3 separate regions of the Mus musculus genome follow, and regions 1 and 3 are each linked to region 2. The links are chromatin contacts, called in public Hi-C and HiChIP or PLAC-seq maps. All regions are on one chromosome and are shown on one strand. Each heading gives the region's core, a stretch centred on a gene start, on an enhancer-like site or on the middle of the called end of the contact. The rest is flanking DNA. Distances are from core to core; before and after follow the strand shown.

Region 1 (2,752 bases), core at 195-2,694, 300 kb after region 2:
TTTTTACTTCAGAAAAATTAAGGTTTACTTGGGAATAAAGATCGTCGATATAAAAATCATTTAGCTAGCTAAAAGTATTTCAACAGCTCAAAATTCTAAATGGCCTAAATCCTTCCAGAGCTATGGTACCACTCTCTACCAGCCTGGGCAGTGATGGCCACTGCTGGATGTCAGACTTCCCTCACACGAGTGAGTGACATCAGAGGCTCCTGGAGTTCAGACAAGCCTTGAAGGTCACATGCAGAGTTTGCCCGCATCACTGATCTAGTCCACTACTATAGGTCACCTGGGTCACATCTAGCCAGTATAGACACAAATTCAATTTAGAATAAAATCTAAGGCAGGTGGAGCTGCCTCCAAACATCCTCCAACTACATCTTTTTACACACACACATACACATAATTTCTATTATTTCTCAGGAACCTAGTGATTTTTGGAAAGTCCATGTTTAGTACTTTCCTTTGCCAGTGCTATCCAGAGATGAGACTAAACCCCCTGATCACCACCTCCACATTCCTGTTGTCCTAAAATTAACACAGGGACTTCAGCATCTCCTCAAATCTCCTGTGATTTTCAAAGACTGGGAAGGAATGTTCCAACCAACAAATACCCTCCCACTGAACGGTTGTGACAACTGTGCTCAATAATCCAATTCTGCCAATCCCAGCCTTCCTTCTGAAGCTCCTGCTGCTGCCCGCCCCCCCCCCCCCCCAGACGCAGTGAGTTCACAAACAGCAAGGCCAAACAACCAGGCAACAACTAAGTGGCACCGCTTTGCCCTGGCAAACAGTTAAGAAAAACTAGGAGAGAGAAGTCTTGACTAATAGGCGTTTGTTCTGTTGTTAAGGCTATACACATCATTTTCACTATAGTTAATAATGCTCACGCCCAGCAACGCATTAGAAGAAAACTTACCCCATTCTAGATATTCAAGAATGTTCTTCTCTCTTCTCAATGGAGAATTATTGCATTCATCGTAAAGACAGATGAGGATGTCCAGTAGCGTCTCCACACTGAAGCACTGCCCATTGGTCTGAGCTGGCCCATCTAAAATAAACTGCTCCAACTGCCTCAAACGCACTTCTCCGGACATGTTTGCTTCGATTTCTGCTGGTTTTCTTTTAAATGCCCTTACGATGTCTACTGTTACTATCTGAACCTAAAAGTTTAAAGATGTGGTTTTTAAAAATAAACCACTTGTTATTTCAACAACTGTCATGCAATGCCGGTGCTGAATTAAACATCCAATACACCAGTCACCTCACTTAACGGAAGCGTCTCCAATTTCACCCATAAACATATATATCTTGAGGGTGAGTTTCCATAAAATATAGATTTAATATTTTAAGAGAATAATACAATTAAATTGTACATTTAAATAAAATAATAATTAAAAGTACAACGAACTAAAGAGTCAACACTCCTTAAAAAAAAAAAAAAAAACTCCTTCATTCAAAATTCAATTCGTGCAACATAATCCTGAAACGAATCCAGTTGCATCATTAATGAATAAAGTCCCCTTGGCATCAGCAATTCACTTCCCGGGAAGAAGAAAAATTGAAAAAGGAGGAGGGGGCAACGTATGGAGGGGGAGGGAAAGCCAAAAATTCTGCAAATGCTCCCAACCTCCACTCGGATAGCGCCTGGGCGAGTCCTCCGCGGCAAAGGGAGGGCAGCTGCCGGAGCAGTTCTCCCGGCTCGGCTCGGAGCACGCCGAGCCTCCGCTCCGAGCTCTTTCTTCCTAGGGCTTTGCAGCGAGTCTTGCTTCCAGCGGACTGCGGCGAGGACGCGTCATCTTCCTCCCGGCTTCTCCCGGGGCCTGGCCGGCGGCGCAGCCGGGATGAGGCGGGCTGCGGGCGGCTCTCGCGCCGGGCTCCGGGGGCGGCGGCTACTTGGCCGCGCGAGCCCGCTCCATGCCGGAGGCCGCTGGCGGGCCGCGCCGTGCCGCCGGGCGCAGCGCCCGGGCTCCCGCTCGCGCCCTGCGGCCGCCGCCGCCGCCGCCCCTCGGCGAGGGGCTGCGCTGACGAATTCAGAGGACGCGGGCGGCAGCCGCGGTTCGGGCGGCGACTCGAGTCCCTTCTTCCCAGCCTTGGGCTGAGGGCATCTTTCCCGACGGACGCAGGCGGCTGAGGCGCGGGAGGAGGGGGCGCTGCCGCCGCTGAGGAGACCTGAGGCTGCCGCAGCCCGGCTCCCAACCACTCCCTTCCTCCTCTGCCCGCCTCCCCCGCCCGCCCTCCCGCCCGCGCCGCTCGCGCCCGCGCCGCCCGCGCCCGCGCCCTAGGCTCCCCGAGGCCGCTCCCGGCGCCGCGGCGCGCAGGCGGAGGCTCGCGGACCGTCCGGATCCAAAATGGCGGCGCGCCCCGCCCCCCGACCCCGCTGGAAGCGGCGCGCTGCGGCCCAGCCGAGCCCGAGCCCCGGGGGAGGGGGATCGCCTCGGCCCGCGGCGCTGCGGCTGCCGCAGCCAGGGAAGCGGGGTCCCCCGGGGCGACTCGGGTGTGGAACGGGTTGGCTCGGTGAGGCACGGGCTGGGAACTGCGCCACGGTGCCTCGCCGCCGCCCGGGGTCCCCGCGGTGACCACCCCCCAGCCGGCCTTCTTCCTCCACTTCTGCGGAGATGCCGTCGGTCCCGCAAGGGTACCCTCGGCTTCCAACCGCTCTAAGACAAGACAGCCGCTCCAGACGCTGTTTACCTGCCCACCCTGCCCCCATTCGGCTTTCCCACGCCCCAGACTCCTAATTTCCGGTGTTCCT
Region 2 (2,874 bases), core at 12-2,511:
AGGGTAAGGAACTGCAACAGACAAGCAGAAGAGGGAGATTTCGGACCTCCGTTCATGCGTCTATGCTATCTGCCAGGTAGAACCCACTTTCTCAATTGTGTTAAGGAAAAAATTCAAGATGTTGAGCTAAGTCCACAGACTCAGAAGTAGGTTGGTGTCTAACAGGGTCAGGGAGAGGGACAGGAAACCTTTCAATTATACAACTGCCTTTTATTTTTTAAGCAATGGGCTGTTTTACAATCACACAAGCCAGATTGGCACACATTGAAGTCACTAAATACCTTAAATTAAAATGATTACTTTTTTGCAGTGATGGTGGTGGTGAAGACATGGTCTCTATATAGCCTGGCTGTCCTGGAACTCACTCTGTAAACCAGGCTGGCCTTGAACTCAGAGATGTGCCTGTCTCTGCCTTTCCGGTGCTGGGATTAAAGGTGTACACACTGCCCAGCCGTATTTTTTTCTTTTAAAGACAAGGTCTAATGTGTCCCAGGCTGGCCTCGAACTTGCTATGTAACTAGGAATGACCTTGGACTTCTAGTGACAGGATTACTCAGCCATGCATACACCAGAATTGAGTATTAAACTCAGGGTTTCCTGCATGCTAGGCAGGCACTTAGTTGAACTACATCCCCAGCCCTACAATGACAATTTTATGTTATACGAATTTCACAGTAATTAAAGGAGAAATAAAGCTACATGAGATAATGACAACTGTGGCAAATTGTTGACAATTTCAACTCACTCCACAGACCGATCCTGCGATCACAACCCCTCCCTGCCCTCACCCCGAGGCTGATTCCTAGATCTCGTTGCAATTTTATCCCAGTTCATATTTACCCAGAGCTCCCCATGTATGTCGCGGAAGCACTCTGGAAAAAATCAATCAGGAGAAGGCTCCCGATGTTAGCTTACTTTAGACTCCATTTTAAAGTGCATGAAACCGGAGGAGGGAGGGGCAGCAGAGGCTCCTGAAATCACAAAGCAAATACCCACCCCTTGTCCCAGTGGCGCTGCCAGGCCCCTAAGAAAAGGCACTAGCCAACTTCAGATTTCAATGTCAGTATGATGCTGCGGTCTCCAGGGCAAGACACAGCGAAGGCCTGCACCTTCTGCACCCAGTGTTTTCCTGTAAACCGACGATGAAGGCGCAAGTGCACAGGGGAACCTGGCACCGCCCAAGGGACGGGACAGGGGCGGAGCCAGGAAGTGGGCGTGTCCCCCACCGGGGGCGTGTCTGAGGCGCTGGCGAACCGGGGCAGTGGGCGGGGCCGGCGCTAGCCCAGGAGAGGCGCTCCGCCCGCGGCGTAAACTCTACCCCGCGCCGCGGCGGAGCAGGTGAGCGGAGGGCGGGGGCTGGGTGTGTGCGGCCGGGTACCTGTCACCGATCGCGGGTAGCCGGCAGCATGGAGAGCCCGGATGCAGCGAGGCCCTTCGTGCGCACGCCCCTGACCGCTGCTTCCGTTGCCCTCCCGGGGCATCAGGGTCTGGGCTCCAAGCTGCGGCCCCTGCGGCGATCTCGGCCTCTGCGGCCGGCTCAGGGGCGAGGAGAAAGTGCTGGGGAGGCAGCAGTGCGGCCGGCCCAGAACTGGGGCTTGGAAGGAGCGTAGGGTGCAGCTCTGGGCCTCTGGCCGCGTCCGGGTGCCCTCGCGTCCCTTCCTGCCTCCAGAACCCCAGGCGCGGAGTGAGGTGTTAAAGGGCCAGTGCACGTGGGTCTCACCGCTGTGTTCACCAGGCATTTTGGTCCCTGCTACCCAGGCTCTGACCTGGTCTACCTGGGCTCTGCTACAGATGGGAGTAAGAACTTCTTCCTGTATGAGGAGCGAGGCGCCCAACAGGGCCTGAGGCAGGCGTTCTGTTACCAGCTGTGTTCAGTGTTTTGTAAATCCCTTAAGGCAGTAGGGAGACGCCCAGAATCAAGCCTCTGAACCGAAGGAACTCGGCAAAGCAAGAGCTAGTTGCCACTGAATTATACTGATGAAGAAACTGCGCCTAGGGCTGAGGATGTAGCTGTGTGGTAGAGTGTTGTTAGCCAAGCATGCATGCGGCCGGCCAGGAGAGGAAAAGGAGGGTGAGAAGAACAACTCCCAGAACTAAAAAGTGCGGTTGCCCAAGGTCTCCTGTGTAAGATACAGGGAAACCAGGCTTAGAGCCTGCTGCCTGGGCCTCTGTTTCTGCTATCCAGACATAAGTCCTTTGCCAGTTAAATGAAATGTCCTAGCACCTCTGCTTAGGGATTTTTCTTTAAAGATATGAATGGTTGTGAAATGACTGCATCCATTTACTGATGGAGGATTAGAGAGCCTCAAAATCAGAACAGATGCAGACCAATTTAACTCCGTCCCCAGAATAGTCTCTTGGAGTCAGAGAGACGCAACCATTCAGAATAGGTGCACCTGCTGGCTGTATAGTCCCTCTGTGGACACCTAAGCCTCTCAGGCCTTCAGCCAAGACTTTGGGCAGTAATTAAAGGCTCTGTATAAGTTGCTTCAGGTGTGTAAGCTTCAAGTTTTCCTTTAGGTGTGGGTGGCTCTGTGGAAGCCTGAGAAACAGAAGCAGATCCTGTGTTTTCCGTTGGTGAAGGGGCCAGCATCCCGACTTTAGCCTAGAGGTGACCGTCTGGGTTCATTCCTTGGCTCCCAGGACAGTGGCTAGAATCAGGTGGGCAGGGATAGAGTGAAGAATGGCAGAGGTGCAGGATGGGAAGGAAGCTGACAGAAAGTAGGTGTGGGTGAGTGGAGGTGCGGACTGAGCTGGAAGCCGGGTCCGGTTTGGAGAACTATCTCCTACTATGTAGACATGCCCCATACCTATGCCCAAAATATAGGCTGTACATCCATTCGTATGTGGAAATGAATATTTCTGCTCTCTGAG
Region 3 (2,813 bases), core at 265-2,764, 290 kb before region 2:
AGCCACACGACCACAGTGTAGTATAGAATAGAGTTTATTGAGGGTATAGGGAGGGGAGTTAAGAGGGTGGTAGAGGCAGAGAAAGGGGGAGGGAGAGAGAGAGAAGTAGAGGAGTAGAGGCTGGCCATGAGCACTGGCGGCAGGGGGAAGGGGGAGAAAGTGGGAGCAGGAAGGCAAGATCAAGATGGGGGACATGCAGCCCCTTTTACCTTGAGTCAGGCACACCTGGCTGTTGCCAGGTAACTGTGGGGCGGAGCTTAGACAAAATGCTAACAGGGAGCTCCCGAGTTTGTGGAACCCAGGCCACAATGGCAGGTGGAGGGCCCTGGGCAAGACTTTTTGTTCCTTCTGTTTCTTCCCCCAACAAAAAGCACAAAAGCACCATTGTATTTTATCCAGTTCAACAACCACTCCGTGAGGGAATCTGTTTACAGGTCATTGCCCTAGGCTCTGGCTTGCCTGGGGTATAAGATACTCTTCCAGCTGAGAACCTCATTGCAATTTGCAGTGGTGCCTAGTTCCCTGTAGAGAGAGGCTGAGGTATGCTCAAGGGACACTCAGAGAGATGAAGGGCGGTGAAAGACTCCGAGAGCTCCAGGAAGCCTCAGCTCAGAGGCCACCTTCCTGCGGATTACCTCCGAGCTCTTTGGTAGACCCAGGGCTGATTAACAGCAGTAGCAGGCTTTTAGTTTCCTATGCGCCATATAAAGAGACCGACTCCAGGCTCACCCTCTGTGCGCAGTGAGAGCTTGGCACCCTGTAGGTCTCCATCTCCTCTTCTGAGAGAACACAGTAGGCACTCTGCTTTTGCCTGTGAAATGACTAGGAGCTGCTATTCTTGCAGGGTCTTTGTGATCAGGGAGGACTTGAAGAGCTAGGATCATGGAGGTGACACTGGGAAAGCAAGTGGTAAAGACACCAGCCTGTGGAGGTGTCCCTCACTCTGGGTCCTCTGTGGGACATCTAAGCAGCAGCCCACACCCACCCCAGAATTCTAGTTTTGCACGAAGACTCTTCTTTAGGACCAAGCCCCCTTACCCAGGGCTTCCACCACAGTGTCCGGATATTTGTGTGGGCTTGAAGGGAGATGTGGTCACCTCACAGTCCTTTCTCTCCCTCTCCCTGTAGGTCTGCCGCTGAACCTGTTGTTTGTAGTCCTGAGTGAGCTCTAGAACCATCAGGGGAGCTGTTTAGAAGTACCGGGCTTTATGTAATTGGCCAGAATGCAGGGGTCAGAGGCAGCCTCATTTCTCCAGCTTCTCTGATGATAGTTGCAGCCCTGTCTGTAACAGAACTTCCTGCCCCCCCCCCCCCCCCCACCTCCCGCTGCAGCCAGCATTCTGCTTGCTTTGATCTGCTCCAAGCCGGCCCGCACCAGCCTTTCTTTCGGGCGGGGCTCCTGCGCTTCTCCCTGTCCCTCCGCTCTTTGGTGTCTCACGTCTCTGAGCCCTCTCAGTACTGACTTTATACACGTCCCAGCAGACTGCTGCCGTGTGAATTACAGAGAGCAGAGCCATAGAGACTGCGCCTGGGAAACAAATTAAAACACTCAATCATTCAGCCAAGACAGGGAACAGGGGTAGAAAGACACTCAGCCCCTAGAGAGGGGCCAGGGAGGGATCCGGAGAAGGGAAGAAGTGGCTGGATCACAAGATGATATTTATGAAAAAAAGTCGCTGAGGCAGACTGAGGAGGAAGAGGAGGAATAAAGGGCGCACAGTAGGGGGCATCTGACAAAGGGTCCTAGTGATGGTTACTATGGATTGTCAATCGATAGGATCTAGAATCACCCCGGAGACAAATCTCTGGGCACCCGTATGAGGGAGTTTCTAGATCAGGTTAATTAACAGCCAGGCTGAAATGAAGGGAGAAAGCAGGCCCTTCTCTGCTTCCTGACTGTGGACACAAAGTAACCAGCTGCTTCGGCACCTGGGACTAAACCTTCCCTGCCAAGATGGACTTCATCCCTTAGAATTCAGTGAAAGTAACCCCTCTCACTTCAGAGGAGGTCTCACCATATAGCCCTGGCTGATCTGGAACTCACTATATAGGCCAGCCAGACCTCAAATCCAGAGAGCTACCTGCTTCTCCCTCTTAAATTCTGGGATTAAAGGCGTTTGCCGCCACGCCCTGAAGACTCTCCTTTTTATGTAGCTATTGTCAGGGAGTTGGTTGAAGGGATGAGGCAGATAACAATACAGTCCAATCTGATGAGGACCACCTCTGAGGAGGGGTAGGACAGAAGACACCTAGCAAGGAAGGTCCAGTATGCCCACTGTTTGTGCCAACTGGGTATGTGTGATATTAGCCAGATAGCAGTGGAGTGTTGGGTCCTGGGGAGATGGCTCAGCAACCAAAGTGCTGTGTGAATGTGAAGCTTGGAGTTCAGACTCCCAGACCGCATGCAAATGTTGAGTGGGTGGGACAGCTGCCTGTAACTCCAACCTCAGAAACTTAGGATGAGATTCTCTCAAGCAAATTGGCTAGTGAGAATGGTCTAAGAGTCACCCCACAAACCACATGAACACCGATCTCATTCAGACAGGGACAGTGTTGTGATCATAAAAAGAGAAAGGGCTATTACGATATGTTCTGGCGAGGTGTGGGGGGATGGGGTGCCTCAGTGGGCCCATACCAAGGCATTTCTTCCCCCTGAGAGACCAGACCCACACTGGTATAGTATAGAATAGAGTTTATTCAGGGCATGGGGAGGGGAGTTAAGAGGGTAGCAGAGGTGGAGAAAGGCAGGGGGAGGCGGCCATGTGGAGAGAGGGGGGAAGGGAATGTGGAGAGAGGGGGAGCAAGGGGACAAG

What was found. Hi-C and Micro-C count contacts between places; a contact is called where the count stands out from the background. HiChIP or PLAC-seq counts read pairs in DNA pulled down with a chosen protein or histone mark.
Region 1: a contact with region 2 is called in an H3K27ac HiChIP or PLAC-seq map of stem cell-derived neural progenitor cells, with 4 times the contacts expected there. The contact joins the promoter of Cdc42bpa here to the promoter of Psen2 in region 2. A contact is called at or near these places in 4 of 39 promoter capture datasets (3T3-L1-derived adipocytes, erythroid cells, hippocampal neurons and 1 more), 1 of 484 Hi-C or Micro-C datasets (muscle stem cells), 2 of 115 datasets of contacts at active chromatin or transcription factors (pancreatic cancer cells and stem cell-derived neural progenitor cells) and 4 of 9 other capture datasets (adipose tissue, embryonic stem cells, liver and 1 more).
Region 3: a Hi-C map of differentiating embryonic stem cells shows a contact between it and region 2, with 2.8 times the contacts expected there. The contact joins the enhancer-like site here to the promoter of Psen2 in region 2. A contact is called at or near these places in 20 of 39 promoter capture datasets (the 3T3-L1 cell line, the C10 cell line, the HPC-7 cell line and 10 more), 6 of 15 datasets of contacts at CTCF or cohesin (the NIH/3T3 cell line, embryonic stem cells, large pre-B cells and 2 more), 84 of 484 Hi-C or Micro-C datasets (the 3T3-L1 cell line, the AML12 cell line, B cells and 50 more), 13 of 115 datasets of contacts at active chromatin or transcription factors (astrocytes, bone marrow-derived macrophages, craniofacial prominence and 8 more) and 3 of 9 other capture datasets (adipose tissue, embryonic stem cells and liver).

The regions. Positions count from the first base shown.
Region 1 is chr1:179,959,452-179,962,203 of GRCm38.p6, reverse strand. It overlaps Cdc42bpa (CDC42 binding protein kinase alpha), which reads right to left and starts at 1,444. Exons shown (of 37, transcript NM_001359541.1): 1 at 917-1,444. The coding sequence starts at 1,094.
Region 2 is chr1:180,254,687-180,257,560 of GRCm38.p6, reverse strand. Psen2 (presenilin 2) reads left to right here and starts at 1,261. Exons shown (of 11, transcript NM_001128605.1): 1 at 1,261-1,338. It overlaps Gm31728 (predicted gene, 31728), which reads right to left and starts at 1,156. Exons shown (of 3, transcript NR_168339.1): 1 at 997-1,156; 2 at 1-11.
Region 3 is chr1:180,546,607-180,549,419 of GRCm38.p6, reverse strand. The region is part of intron 3 of Gm31986 (a long non-coding RNA gene); the gene reads left to right. Among named protein-coding and RNA genes, the nearest start is that of Parp1, 21 kb to the left of the region's middle. Within about 2 kb of position 1,514, at least 102 of the 459 cell types and tissues checked have an H3K27ac peak or open chromatin away from gene starts, as enhancers often do. A contact at or near this core is called in B cells, CD8 T cells, the CH12 cell line and 10 more, where this site is marked.